Linked DNA regions of Mus musculus: regions 1 and 3 are each linked to region 2. The links are chromatin contacts, called in public Hi-C and HiChIP or PLAC-seq maps. All regions are on one chromosome and are shown on one strand. The core of a region is the stretch at or near the end of the contact, and the rest is flanking DNA. Distances in the headings are between cores, read along the strand shown. Region 1 overlaps Rmnd5a (required for meiotic nuclear division 5 homolog A). Region 2 overlaps Reep1 (receptor accessory protein 1). Region 3 overlaps Gm38832 (a long non-coding RNA gene).

What was found. Hi-C and Micro-C count contacts between places; a contact is called where the count stands out from the background. HiChIP or PLAC-seq counts read pairs in DNA pulled down with a chosen protein or histone mark.
Region 1: a contact with region 2 is called in an H3K27ac HiChIP or PLAC-seq map of heart atrium, with 9 times the contacts expected there. The contact joins two enhancer-like sites. A contact is called at or near these places in 1 of 15 datasets of contacts at CTCF or cohesin (pro-B cells), 44 of 484 Hi-C or Micro-C datasets (the AML12 cell line, B cells, the Ba/F3 cell line and 32 more), 5 of 115 datasets of contacts at active chromatin or transcription factors (bone marrow-derived dendritic cells, cardiomyocytes, heart atrium and 2 more) and 2 of 9 other capture datasets (adipose tissue and embryonic stem cells).
Region 3: a Hi-C map of regulatory T cells shows a contact between it and region 2, with 4 times the contacts expected there. The contact joins two enhancer-like sites. A contact is called at or near these places in 1 of 15 datasets of contacts at CTCF or cohesin (the G1E-ER4 cell line), 8 of 484 Hi-C or Micro-C datasets (CD8 T cells, the N1E-115 cell line, brown adipocytes and 2 more) and 1 of 9 other capture datasets (embryonic stem cells).

Annotation. Positions count from the first base shown.
Region 1 is chr6:71,417,230-71,421,004 of GRCm38.p6, reverse strand. The region is part of intron 2 of Rmnd5a (required for meiotic nuclear division 5 homolog A); the gene reads left to right. Among named protein-coding and RNA genes, the nearest start is that of Rmnd5a, 22 kb to the left of the region's middle. Within about 2 kb of position 1,939, at least 71 of the 459 cell types and tissues checked have an H3K27ac peak or open chromatin away from gene starts, as enhancers often do. A contact at or near this core is called in heart atrium and muscle stem cells, where this site is marked.
Region 2 is chr6:71,802,801-71,806,753 of GRCm38.p6, reverse strand. All of the region lies in intron 6 of Reep1 (receptor accessory protein 1), which reads right to left. Among named protein-coding and RNA genes, the nearest start is that of Mrpl35, 19 kb to the left of the region's middle. Within about 2 kb of position 2,488, at least 53 of the 459 cell types and tissues checked have an H3K27ac peak or open chromatin away from gene starts, as enhancers often do. A contact at or near this core is called in CD8 T cells, heart atrium, muscle stem cells and 1 more, where this site is marked.
Region 3 is chr6:72,163,748-72,167,825 of GRCm38.p6, reverse strand. It overlaps Gm38832 (a long non-coding RNA gene), which reads right to left. Exons shown (of 2, transcript XR_869176.3): 2 at 1-473. Among named protein-coding and RNA genes, the nearest start is that of Gm38832, 3.9 kb to the right of the region's middle. Within about 2 kb of position 2,750, at least 42 of the 459 cell types and tissues checked have an H3K27ac peak or open chromatin away from gene starts, as enhancers often do. A contact at or near this core is called in CD8 T cells and regulatory T cells, where this site is marked.

The DNA.
Region 1 (3,775 bases), core at 690-3,189, 390 kb after region 2:
CGGCGGCGGAAAGGACTGACTCACCTTTTGCAGGTTAAATATTTACTTTGGATGAATATTGGTAGAACACTTTGTGCATTGTTTACATCTTCTTGAATAATGGTTTAATTTGAATCCCAGCAACTTCAGTCCTAGGTATGATGTGAAAACTGAGGTTTATGTTAGAGCCAGAGAGCAAATGGGGAAAACTGATACTAAAACCTAGAGCTGAGATTTTAAGGAACCTTCTCAAGTAGAATTCCTTGGGAATTGGTGTCTTTGGAGGATCTGCAGTATGCACAGGAGTCTTTCTCCTTTCCTTGTAAAATGGGAAAGTATGTTTGCCATCTTTGGGAGAATAAGTCACTGGCATTGCTCTGCTCTGTCCTATCCTTGTTCTCTGTCCTTGAGGGAGATAGGGAAGCGACAGACAGGTTGTGGAGCATGTTATCTTTGTAAGTGTGCAGCCTGTGGTGTGGCTTAGTATGTCTTTATGTTTATAAAGTAAAAGCTTAGCAGTTTGAACCTGTCTTTCTCTTAACTTCAAATACCAAAGCAGAGGTGTGAGTATTGTACAGAGGAGGTAATAGGATGTCAAAAAAGATAGTGTTGGCATCTAGAGTCCACCTACGCTTCTGCTTCTGCTACACTACCAGGCTCATTTCCCAGCCATAGCTTGTGAAGGACTGTGGTCTAGCATATGCTAAGTACAGGTTTATTTCCTCATAGGTTTTGAACCTTAGCATCAGCTTTACAGGGTGTTGCCAGACTTTCCCCTTAGGGTTTATACCAGTTTACAGTCCTGTTCAGCACACCTGGGGCAGTGCTGTTCCCTCTTTTCTCATCACATTTGCAATGGCCAGATAGTAACCAGGTGGGTGTGAAATAGTGTCTGGTCAGACTCACCTTGCCTTTCCTGTGTTTTGAAGTGGAGCATCTTTTCACATGTTAACATTAGGATGACTTCTTGTGAATTTCATATTCTTTTGCCCATGGTTTCCTCTTAGATTGGCTGTCTGTCTTTTCAGTTGGAGGTTGCTTCAATACTCTTTGTGAGTTGAATATGAAGTAGTGATTTCTCTCAATCCAGGTCTCCTTACTCTGTTGAGAGTCCTTTGGAGTTTGCTTTGTCTTACTAACCCAGATTAACTAGATGCTGAGAAAGAACCAGTTCCTTGTAGGTCCAACAGTAACCAATTGTTGGGTTCATATGCCAGTTTTTCATAAGTAGATGGGAAGCTTAGAAATAACACTGAGAATTGGCACTTAGGAATTAAAGCAAATACTGTTTTACAATGGACTGCTCAGTAACTGTGATTCACGAATGCATTTAGGTGAGCAATAAAAACTACTCTTTAAACCTACCTGATTGTATATATGAAGTGGTTAAAGAGATAGCATATATAGGCTGTAATTTAGTTCTCATGACTTCTCTACCCTTCAGTCTCTTAAGTTTAGTATGTTGTGGTTTTCTTTTTCCAAGCTTTATTGTGTCCTGCATAAATGGACACACTTTGTTGTCCTTTTTTGGTTCTTGTTTGACTCCTTCTCCCAGTGTAAGATCATCATGCCAGGCTTCTCTTTGCTTTATTGTTTGTTTTTCAAGACAGGGTTTCTCTGGGTAAACCTGGCTATCCTGTAACTCATTCTGTAGACCAGCAGGGCCTGAAACTCAGAGATTTGCCAGCCTCAGCCTACCAATATTGGAATTAAAGGTATGTGCCACCATGCCTGGCATATTGTTTGCTTTTAGTTTGCTGTGTAACCCAGGCTGACACTGAACTCAGGATCCTCAGGCCTCTGCTTCCTAAATGGTATGTAACTCTCATTGTTTTACAAATATGAAAGGGAAAAGTCAAGCATGTGGTGCTAATAATAGAGGTGTTTCTTCACATAGTGCCTCTGCTGGTTTACCGTGTTGTTGATTTCCTGGCTAGCCATGTAAATGTGTTTGGTCACCTAGTAACAGAAGCTGGAAGCAATGCCAGCTCTGATGCAACACTGAGTAAGAACCTACAGTTACCACAAAGGGAGTTGACTTGTATTTCATCCCTCAACATCCATTTATATTTTGGCTTTAATTTTTATTACGTGCAACGAGAACATAAACTGTAAAAGGGTTTCTTGTCTTCCTTAATTGCTTAAAATGAAAGAATAGATAGTTGAAGGGAGTTTAGAAACATGTATTCTTCTGTCCAAGACCGCAACTATGTTAGAAAGTTTCACTGTGGTTAAAGATAATCCTACTGGAAAGGGTGTTCTGTTTTTCTTACCTATGTAGTAGTAACCATAGAAGGCTTTGTGAAGGGAAAGTGAAGATGTGAAGGGCATCCTTGTAAAACTCCATACATACCACTGTTTAAATGCTAGACTTTTAAAAGGTTTCTCAATAAGCATTTATTTTTTGGTATATATCTCAAGGAAATTAATTATCCAAAGAATTGTATTATTTGAACAGATAGTGTTAGTGGTAACTGTTAGATTATTTTAAAAGCAGCTGTAGAGAAAAAAGGCAGAAGGAAAGAAAGGCTTGGTCTGACCTTAGGCAGTGTGATGGTTTCCATATGCTCATCCCAGAAAGTGGCACTATTAGAAGGTGTGGCCCTGTTGGAGTAGGTATGGCTTTGTTGGAGTAGGTGTGTTACTGTGAATGTGGCCTTTAAGATCCTCATCCTAGCTACCTGGAAGCCAGTATTCTGCTAGTAGCCTTCAGGTGAAGATGTAGAATTCTCAGCTCCTCCTGCACCATGCCTGCCTGGATCCTGCCATGCTCCTGCCTTGAAGATAATGGACTGAACCTATGAACCTGTAAGCCAGCCCCAATTAAATGTTGTCCTTATAAGAGTTGCCTTGGTCATGGTGTCTGTTCACAGCAGTAAAACCCTAAGACATGTCTATTCACTGCATGAATATTCACTATTACCCACATGTTTGAATGGCCAGAATGCCTACAGAGGAAGATGGGATGTGGAAATGACTTCCATAGTCCTCAAGAGAAGCTGGGAGGTATAGTCCTTCAGCAGGAAGCTACCAGTAACTATTAAAATTCTGATTGTATGTTATGGAGTCTGTATACTTAGTCTCTGCACTTGTAAGGAAGGCAGGGTGTCAAGAGTTCAAGATCATCTTTATTACATTGTGTTTGAGGCCACCTTAGCTACATAAAACCCTGTTTCTAAAAACAAGCAAACTGATAATATATATTAACGAGTAAAGATATCTTTGAAAGCATTTTTTATTTTCCGTGGTGGTTTTCTTTCTTTCCTAGTGAATTAAATCGCTGTTGACAAGTTTGTAGGCTGGTTGATAAGATTGAGAAGTAATTATTAGACAAGTCATTTCTACCCGGGGCTATGTTTATTCACAAACCAGTGAGGGATGTAACTCAGTCAGGTGGATATTGCTTATTACATATGCTTAGGCATGTGGAGAATTATAGGCAGATTCTGAGTTTGTAGTGAATCACATCTTTAGATACCCATTATTTATTTGTTTGAATGGCCTCTAGGGTATAAAATAGCCCCAGTGTACTGTGGGTTTCTAGCTGAGTCTAGAAGAAAAGCAAAATATCACCAGTCCAGTTTTCTGGTTGTTACAGACAACACACAAAATGTAAATTGCTTTTTTAAAAAGTGTCAGTGAGCTGCCATGAATCAACTGTGAAATGTAGGATGTCTGTTAAGTAGAAGTGAAACTCGGACGTTTATAGGTGATTGTGCTTCATTAGTACTGGGGACCAGTCAGTTTATGTGTGCGTCATTTTAGCATTAGGTTATTTGTGGTTTTTTTCACTGGT
Region 2 (3,953 bases), core at 1,239-3,738:
CTCCCCCAGATGCCCCAGGCCATTGCCTCACTGGTAGGGAATGCTCATTGCTCACTACAGATGTTGCCTGAGACTGCAGCAATAAAATCCCCCCTTTTAGGCACCTGCCTCTTGGCCATTACAGTAAACAGGGGAGCTGTGTGCAAAGCTTTAAAACCACAGCTAGGTGTCATGATGCACACTTGTGATCCCAGTATTCGGGAAGTAGAGGCAGGAGCATTAGGTGTTCATGGCCAGCCTCTACTACAGAGAAAGGTGGAGGCCAGATTGGGCTATAAAATGAAACCCTGTCTCAAAAACAATAACAACAACAAAACAACAAACAAACAAAACAAGACTCTCTTGGGCTCTGGCATATTTAGAGATTGAGAGAGAACTCTCCCCATCATGAGGTTTCCCAGATCCTGAGGTCAGATAGGACTCACCCAGTACCCAGAACTAATCCACACTGACCGGTTGGAGACATAGCCCAGTGGTAGAATGTCTGTCTAGCATATGTGGGTGGCCCTGGCTTGATCCCAACACTGGAGAAGGGTTGGGGGGGGCAAGAATATATGAGAGAATATGAAATGATCCATCTTGTCCAGGAATGTGAGGAACTCCTCCATCTGAGGTGGTTGTAGCTTCCATCTCAGAGAGAACAGGGATGCTAGGAGCCTAGGCTTATGAAGGGGAATGTTTCTGAGCATCCTGTCTGATTCTCACCAGGGTCTCTAATTTTGTGTGTGACCGGAATCATGACTTTTTCACAATGGACCCGCAGGCCATCAGGTTTAGTAGATAAAGAACCAGAAAGGAATTGAGTGGCTTTTCCCTGAGCCTGTGACTAGTAACTCTCCACCTTTGTCACAGAACACGAGTCACAGGCATGGTCCTTCTGCTGCCAAAGCCCTGTCTATATCCATAATTGGCCACAGTGCTAAGTATATTGTTTCCTGATAACTAAAGAACTGGAGCTGGAGGAATAACTCACCTGGTGAGGCACTTACTGTCCTGGACTCCATGGGGTATGGACTCCATGGGGTAGCTGCACACACACACACACACACGCACGCACGCACGCACGCACGCACGCACGCACACATACACACACAGATCTTGGCAGGTAACTGGTGGTTTGTCCTACCTGTTTGGAGGGAAGTCGTTCTTTCCCCTAAGCACTCAGAAAGTGTTGGGTATCACAAGTAATGTCATTCTCAGGACCCCCAGATCTCTAGTGCAAACACATGTTCTAGCCCACACCCCCAGACACTATGTACCTCCAGGGGCAACTCGCTCCTCCTCGGTGCCTTATACTTGTACATGAACTCCAACAGGTCCTCCTCCTCCTCGTCAGAAAACGCCAGTGGGTTTCGGACCTGGTGGGGCTCCCATGACTTCACACCACCCTCATTCACATCTCCCTCAACCACTTAATGTCCATCTAACAAAGGAGACAAAGGACAGCGAGAAGGGGTCAGTGTGGAAGGGAGCAAGGATGGCAGGAAGGGTGATTAGGTACACAGCACAACAAACCTGTTAGGACAGCCAGGGCCCCCTATCTGAAGAAGCCGTACTGTCTTTAGGGGGGACTCAGGAAAGTGAAGGTATAAGTGGAAGCCTTAGCAGAGTGTACAGAATCAACTGCAGACTCAGAAGCCATTGAACAGCTCCCAGGAGGATAGAAGACACTTCCTTAACTCTGAGACTTGCCATGCCCTGTTCTTAGATCTGTGACTGGACAATGGAAGAGTGGACAACAGAAATAGCCTTCTCTGAAGACAAGAACTGTGCCTCCGAGGGGTGATGCTTTCTAACTCGTACACACAGGAGATGCTGACAGTGCAGTACCCTTGTCTATGCAGCACCAGGCATCCTGGAAGAGACAGTATGTAAAATGTAGGCCTAGAGACCTAATGGATGCAGATTTTTCATTTCAAAATACCTGGTGCTAGATAGAAGAGGACCCTCATAAAGATGCAAAATCTGAATGTATCTCCCACCCCACCCCCATGCGACAGCAAGATTCTTACTTCAGTGAAACTTGAATGAGCTATAGGCAAAGCTCCAGAATTAAGTTGGCCCATTGAATGCAGCCATGTCATTGAGCCAGAATGTCCTAGCTTAGGCAGAATGCAAATTACTTTCTGCTATACCCAGTTTATCTCGAATCCACGGACACATGGTTCTATTCTTGGTCTGTTATCTTCATCCAGAACATAGTTCTATTCTTGGTATGTTGTCTTCATCCAGAGTTACAGAAGATAGAGCTAGAGGGTCCACAACTCATCCGATTCCACCACTCTGACGTCTACATACAGACTCCTGAGCTCTTGTTGGGACACCCTGCTACTGCTTCTAAAATCCTATTCAGGCGCAGAACGGGCTAGTTGCTGTGTAACAGTAGTCCTTGTGGAATTAACTAAAAGCTGCAACTAAGAGTGTTTCGTGTTTCCAGTTTCCAGTGCTCCATAGCAGCCAGCAGAGGGCAGCATGAGCCCATAGCTGCTGTCAGCCGGCCTTATAGGGCTGAGCCGTGGGTGGAGAGCCATCTGCTCAGGCTGTGTGAGCCTTGTCAGCCTGACATCATAAATTTGCCTTGATTTTTTTTTCTTTCTTTCTTCACTTTGTGCCTCTCGCAGACTGTTTACTCCGAGTATAGTTGCTTTCTTGTCCTTCCCTGCCTAAATCAGCTTGTTGAACTTGAGAGCAGTAATGCCACCTTTCTTGAACACTCTGGTCTTCCAAAGTTGCCTGAGCCCCAGATAATGCCTAGAATCTATACCCTGCAGCTCCTGCCATATGCCCTGGTTCTCTTGTGGGCCACAGTGTCTCAGCAGAAAACATCCTGAGTTGTGGGGCTGTGGCTGCTCATCCCTTGTCCTCTGAGTGTCTGAGGAAGGCCTGGGCACTCAGCTGGTCCGGATCATCTAGTGATCTCAATGGAAGCCTGTTGTCATTTTAGACAGTTCAGCTCTGCTCCACACTGGAGCATGGCTCTCACTAACCAGGACATCCCTCTAGACACAGATTCCTCCTGTCTGGAAAGAAGAATAAGGTCCAGACCTAGTTAGGACCCAAGGCTCTCAGGCCAAAGTAAAAATGCAGAAGCATCCTGGCTAGCTCCACCCCTCAAAAACCTACATCTTCAGGATGAGTTCATCCTAGCTGAGTTTAGACCTCTGAACAGGTGTGTGCTGTTCCCTTAAATGAAGAGTTTTCCCCTGCCAGTTGTTATGATAACCCAGAGACACCGCAGGATCCTTGGGTATATAATTCCTCAGTCTGCCCACCAGAATGTCCTGAGGCTGAGCATCTAAACCACACACTAACCACAATGATAACCACCTCATAGGTGGGCATGCATGCCAGTACCCCTAACTCTGGGAAACGGAGGCAGAAATTTTCTTTGGGTTAGCCTGGGCCACAAAGTGAGTTCCAGGCTAGTCTCGGCTCCAGTGTGGAGACCCTGTCTCAGACACAAAAGCAAAATAAAACGAAGAAAGAAACAAAAATCAGGGCCCATCTCGGCACTGAAACTCTTAACAGGGCTTTGTGCATGCTTCCCACTGCAACCTTGAACAAGAAGCGTAGTTTGAAAAGAAGTAGTTCTGTGACTCCCAGGAGTGGCGATCATTACAGATATCTAGGCAGGAGTAGAAGCCTGGCCTGATCTGGGCAGAGGCTGGGAGCACAGGAGGCCAGTGTGGGTGGCTGGGAGACAGAAAGAGAGACACAGAACCCTGCCTAAAAACACCCCAATTGTTAGGATGGTCCTGTGTGTCTGCCAAGTGTGCTGTTGGTATTTACTATCTTTTTTTTTTTTTTTTAAGATTTATTTATTATCGTATCCAAGTAATCTGTAGCTGTCTTCAGACGCACCAAAAGAGGGCATCAGATCTCATTACGGATGGTTGTGAGCCACCATGTGGTTGCTGGGATTTGAACTCAGGATCTTTGGAAGAGCAGTCAGT
Region 3 (4,078 bases), core at 1,501-4,000, 360 kb before region 2:
AAAGATGACACTGAGTTTATTTTGGTCATCTATTGTTGGATGTGGGACCAGGCTTTAAGAGTGGTTTGTGTCCCCAGTGAGACGCTGTTGGAAAAAACTGTTTTGTTTTTTTTTTTTTCATTTGCAAGCAGTTATCAATTAGATATGGCTTCTGAATTAGAGATGAGGGCTCGTGTCCACTTCTTTCAGCACTGGGATCATATCTGGTGCAGACCCACAGAGGCCCTGTGCATGCTGCCACAGTCTCTGTGAGCTCTTGTGTGTATCGGCCCTGCTGTTTTTAGAAAGCCTTGTTTCCTTAGTGTCTGCCACCCAGTCTGTATCTTACAATTTTTCTGCCTCCTCTTTCAAAGGATTCTCTTGAGTCCCGAGGGAAAGGAATTCATGCAGGCATCCCATTTAGGACTGAGTGCTCCAAGATCTCTCACTCTCTGTCCGTTGTCCAGCTGTGTGTCTCAGTATGTTTCCAGCCACTGCAGGAGGAAGCCTCTGTGTTAATGTGTTAAGCTTAAGACATCGATCTATGACTAGAGCAGAATGTTGTTAGGAGTAACACTTTATTAGTTCATTCCTTTAGCAGAGCAGGAGTATTCGATTTTTCCCTAGGTCCCTGGCCTATCTTGTCTCTGGTTCTTGACCATCAGAACACTATCAGGGATATAGTTCATCTCATGGAGTGGGCCTTTACTCAAATCAGATATTGGCTGGTTACGCCCACAAGCTTTGTGCCACTATTGCCCTAGCACATCTTACAAGCAGGTCATTATTGTAGATTCAAGGACTTTGTAGCTTGATGGGTAGTTACCTTTCTCCTTCGGTAGTGTGCTGAGCACCCTCAAGTATCCAGAACAGTAGTCTATAGGGTGATGGCTGTATGTAGGCATCAACTCTACTTCTCTGTGTTCAGTGAGTTGTGTGGTTGTTGTCTCCAGGAATAGGGCTTTACTATCAGTTTAAGGACAACAGCCAAAAGCTTTGGCAACAGCCTGGGTTGGTTGGGAGTTCCAATGGGATGCCTTTGGCCAACGACTCAATTAGATATAACCCATTACCAGCACAAGAAGCTCATTTGGTGACCAGAAATGTCCAGTTGGGGTTCCATCTCCCATTATTTGATCATTTCATTTAGATTTAGGACACTTCTATTGTGTTAGTTTCCCCATGACCCCTCAAATGGCTCTTAGTGCTATCAGTCTCTTCCCATATTCTTTCCCTTACTTCTTCTTTCCTCCTGTCCCCATTTTATCCTCCTGTTCCTGCCTCCCCTGTCCACTTATACTTACCTGTTTTATTTCTCCTTCCTAGGGACATCCCTCCCTCCCTCCCTGCTAGTCCCTTACTCTCTGCCAAACCTCTGTGGTTATCTGGATGGTAGCCTGCTTATTAAAGACTCAACAGCTAACATCACAAATAAACAAGCGTATGCCAAAGTTGTCTTTCTAGGTCTAGGTTACTTCATTCAGGATGATGTTTTTATTTCCTAATTTCATGACTTTATTTCTCTAATGGCTGAATGCATTCCATTATGTAAACTTATCACATTTAAAAATATATATTCATCCATTGGTGGACATCCAGGCTGTTTCCAATTTCTGGTTATTATGAATAGAGCAGCAATGAACATGGTTGAGCAAGTAATGTATAGTATAGTACCGTATAGTATGATATAGAATAGTACCGTATAGTATGGTATAGAATAGTATGGTATGGTAGCATGAAGTAGCCTTTAGGTAGATGTCCAAGAGTGGTATAGTTGGATCTTAGGTAGATCAGTCCCCATCTCCCTGAGGGTCACCACACTGATTTCCATAGTAGCTGTGCAAGTGTGCACTCCCACCAGCAGTGGAGGACTGACCCCTCCCTCCATGTCCTCACCAGCATCTGCTGTCACTTGTTTTATTGAACTTGATCATTGTGACTGGTATAAGATGAAATTTCAAAGTTGATTTGCATTTCTCTGATGACTAACAATACTGAACATTAAAGTACTTCTCAGCCATTTGTATTTCCTCTTTTGAGAATTTTCTGCTCATATATGTACCCCATTTTTAATTGGGTTGCTTGTTTTCTTGATGTCCAGTTTTTTCATTCTTTATACATTTTAGAGATATTAGCACTCTATTGTTGGTAAAAAAAAAATCTTTTCCCATTCTGTAGTCTATTACTTTGTCTGAGTTATGATGTCCCCTGCCACACAGTAGCTTTTCATGAGGTTCTATTTGTGAATTATGTTCTCAGTGTCTATGCTAATGGTGTTCAGTTCAGAATGTCTTCTTCTGTGTCAATGAGTTCAAAACTATTTTCTACTTTTTCTTCTATCAGGTTCAGTGTATCTGATTTTATGTTGAGGTCTTTGCTTCATATGGAGTTTGGGCAGTGTTGTAAATATAGATCTATGTGGATTCTTCTACGTGCAGACAGCCAGTTTGACCAGTACCATTTGTTGAAGAAGCTGGGCTTTTTGTTTGTTTGTTTGTTTGGGCTTTTTTGTTTTGTTTTCCTCCCAGTGTGTGGTTTGACCCATGGGAATTGATGTTCTTCCAGAAAGAGATGACAGAGAAACAAAGATCGGGGACAAAGGCATGAGAGGGGAAGAGGAGCCTCTAGCTAGGACATCAGATAGGAAATGCGCAGACGGAGCGGGAAGGTTCTGTGTGTGCTCCAGCTGCTGGAACCCTGCAACAGTCAGTCAGGGCTGGAAGCTCGGCACTAAGAACAGTACACACGGCTTCACGACACTAGGTGGCGCTGCGTACCGGCTCATGAGTAATAGTCACTGGTTTTCTTTTCAAAAGCGAAGTCCCAGTGAACAGGCTCTGCTGAGTGGAGAAACTGCCAGAGGGGCTGTGACTGGCTCCCGCGCACACCAGTGCTGATGCAAAGTTAGGCTCCTAACTCCTGTTCTTGGCTTTCAAAGAATCTAGATAAATGGCTAGCAGAATCCTGAGTCAGAAGGCAGCCTGAAGGATGCTGAGGCCCAGACCGCCAGCCCCAATCGGTTTTCAGTGTGGCCCAACAAGAAGTCAGATTTCTTGCATCCCCCTTCCCAGGACACTCAACGCCCAGGTCCCCATGGCTTCTTCTATCCGCAGTCACATTGTTGGTTTTTAACGATGGGTCAAGGGAATCTTCCACTAGTATTCCCCTGGGAGTCCAACTGCCTTTTGCCCTGACAATGATCTCAGTTTGGCCTGCAAAGTTTCAGCTGAGGTCATGCCTGAGCCTACATTTGTCAGTTTGGTTTGGTAAGATAAAGTGAGCCATGCCATGCTGTGCTTTGAGAAAGTATATCCTGTTGTGAGTTGACAGTGTGTGTCACTTCCTTCCCTCAGCAAGCTCACTCTGTCTGCACTGAGTTCCAGCCTCTTGCCTCCTGCCTCCTGTTGATCACCCCCTGGCCTGGGCTCAGACTTGCTGAAAATGGCGTTTTGTCCCATGGTTAATAGCTTTGATGTCTGAAGCTACTGCTGGCTTCCAGCCATAAGGCCTGACCCTGCGTCCAAAAGCTTTTATTAAAAGAAGAAATGGGATGGGAAAAAAACTGGTAGTGTGCTTGCTCTTTGAGTGTGAGGCTGGGAGTTCAGATCCCAGAACCCATGTAAATGCCAGATGGGCAATCCCAGCGTTGGGAAGGCAGACAGGGGTGCCCAGAGCAAGCCTGAAAGCTAGACTAACCAGTATTGGTGAGTTCTGGGGTCAACTGGGAGATGCTAACTCAGTGAGTTAAGTGATTAACTCGGAGATCAAGTGAGACTTAATGTCAATCTCAGGTGCACAAGTGTGCACACATGTACCAGCACACACACACGTACACACACACATACACACATACACACACACACACACACACACACACACACACACCCCAATCTACCTTAAACCTGCTTACTGCAGCTTTACATGTGAGTGTGTATGAGAGAGAGAGAGAGGGAGAGGGAGAGGGAGAGAGAAAGAGACAGAGACAGAGATAGAGGGGGACAATGCAGGAAGGATACAATGCATAGGCAGGTAGTTTTTCCTCTAAAGTCAGAGTTCCTGTGGGTGGCCCATCTTTCCTCCAGCATGGAATTTTCCTAGA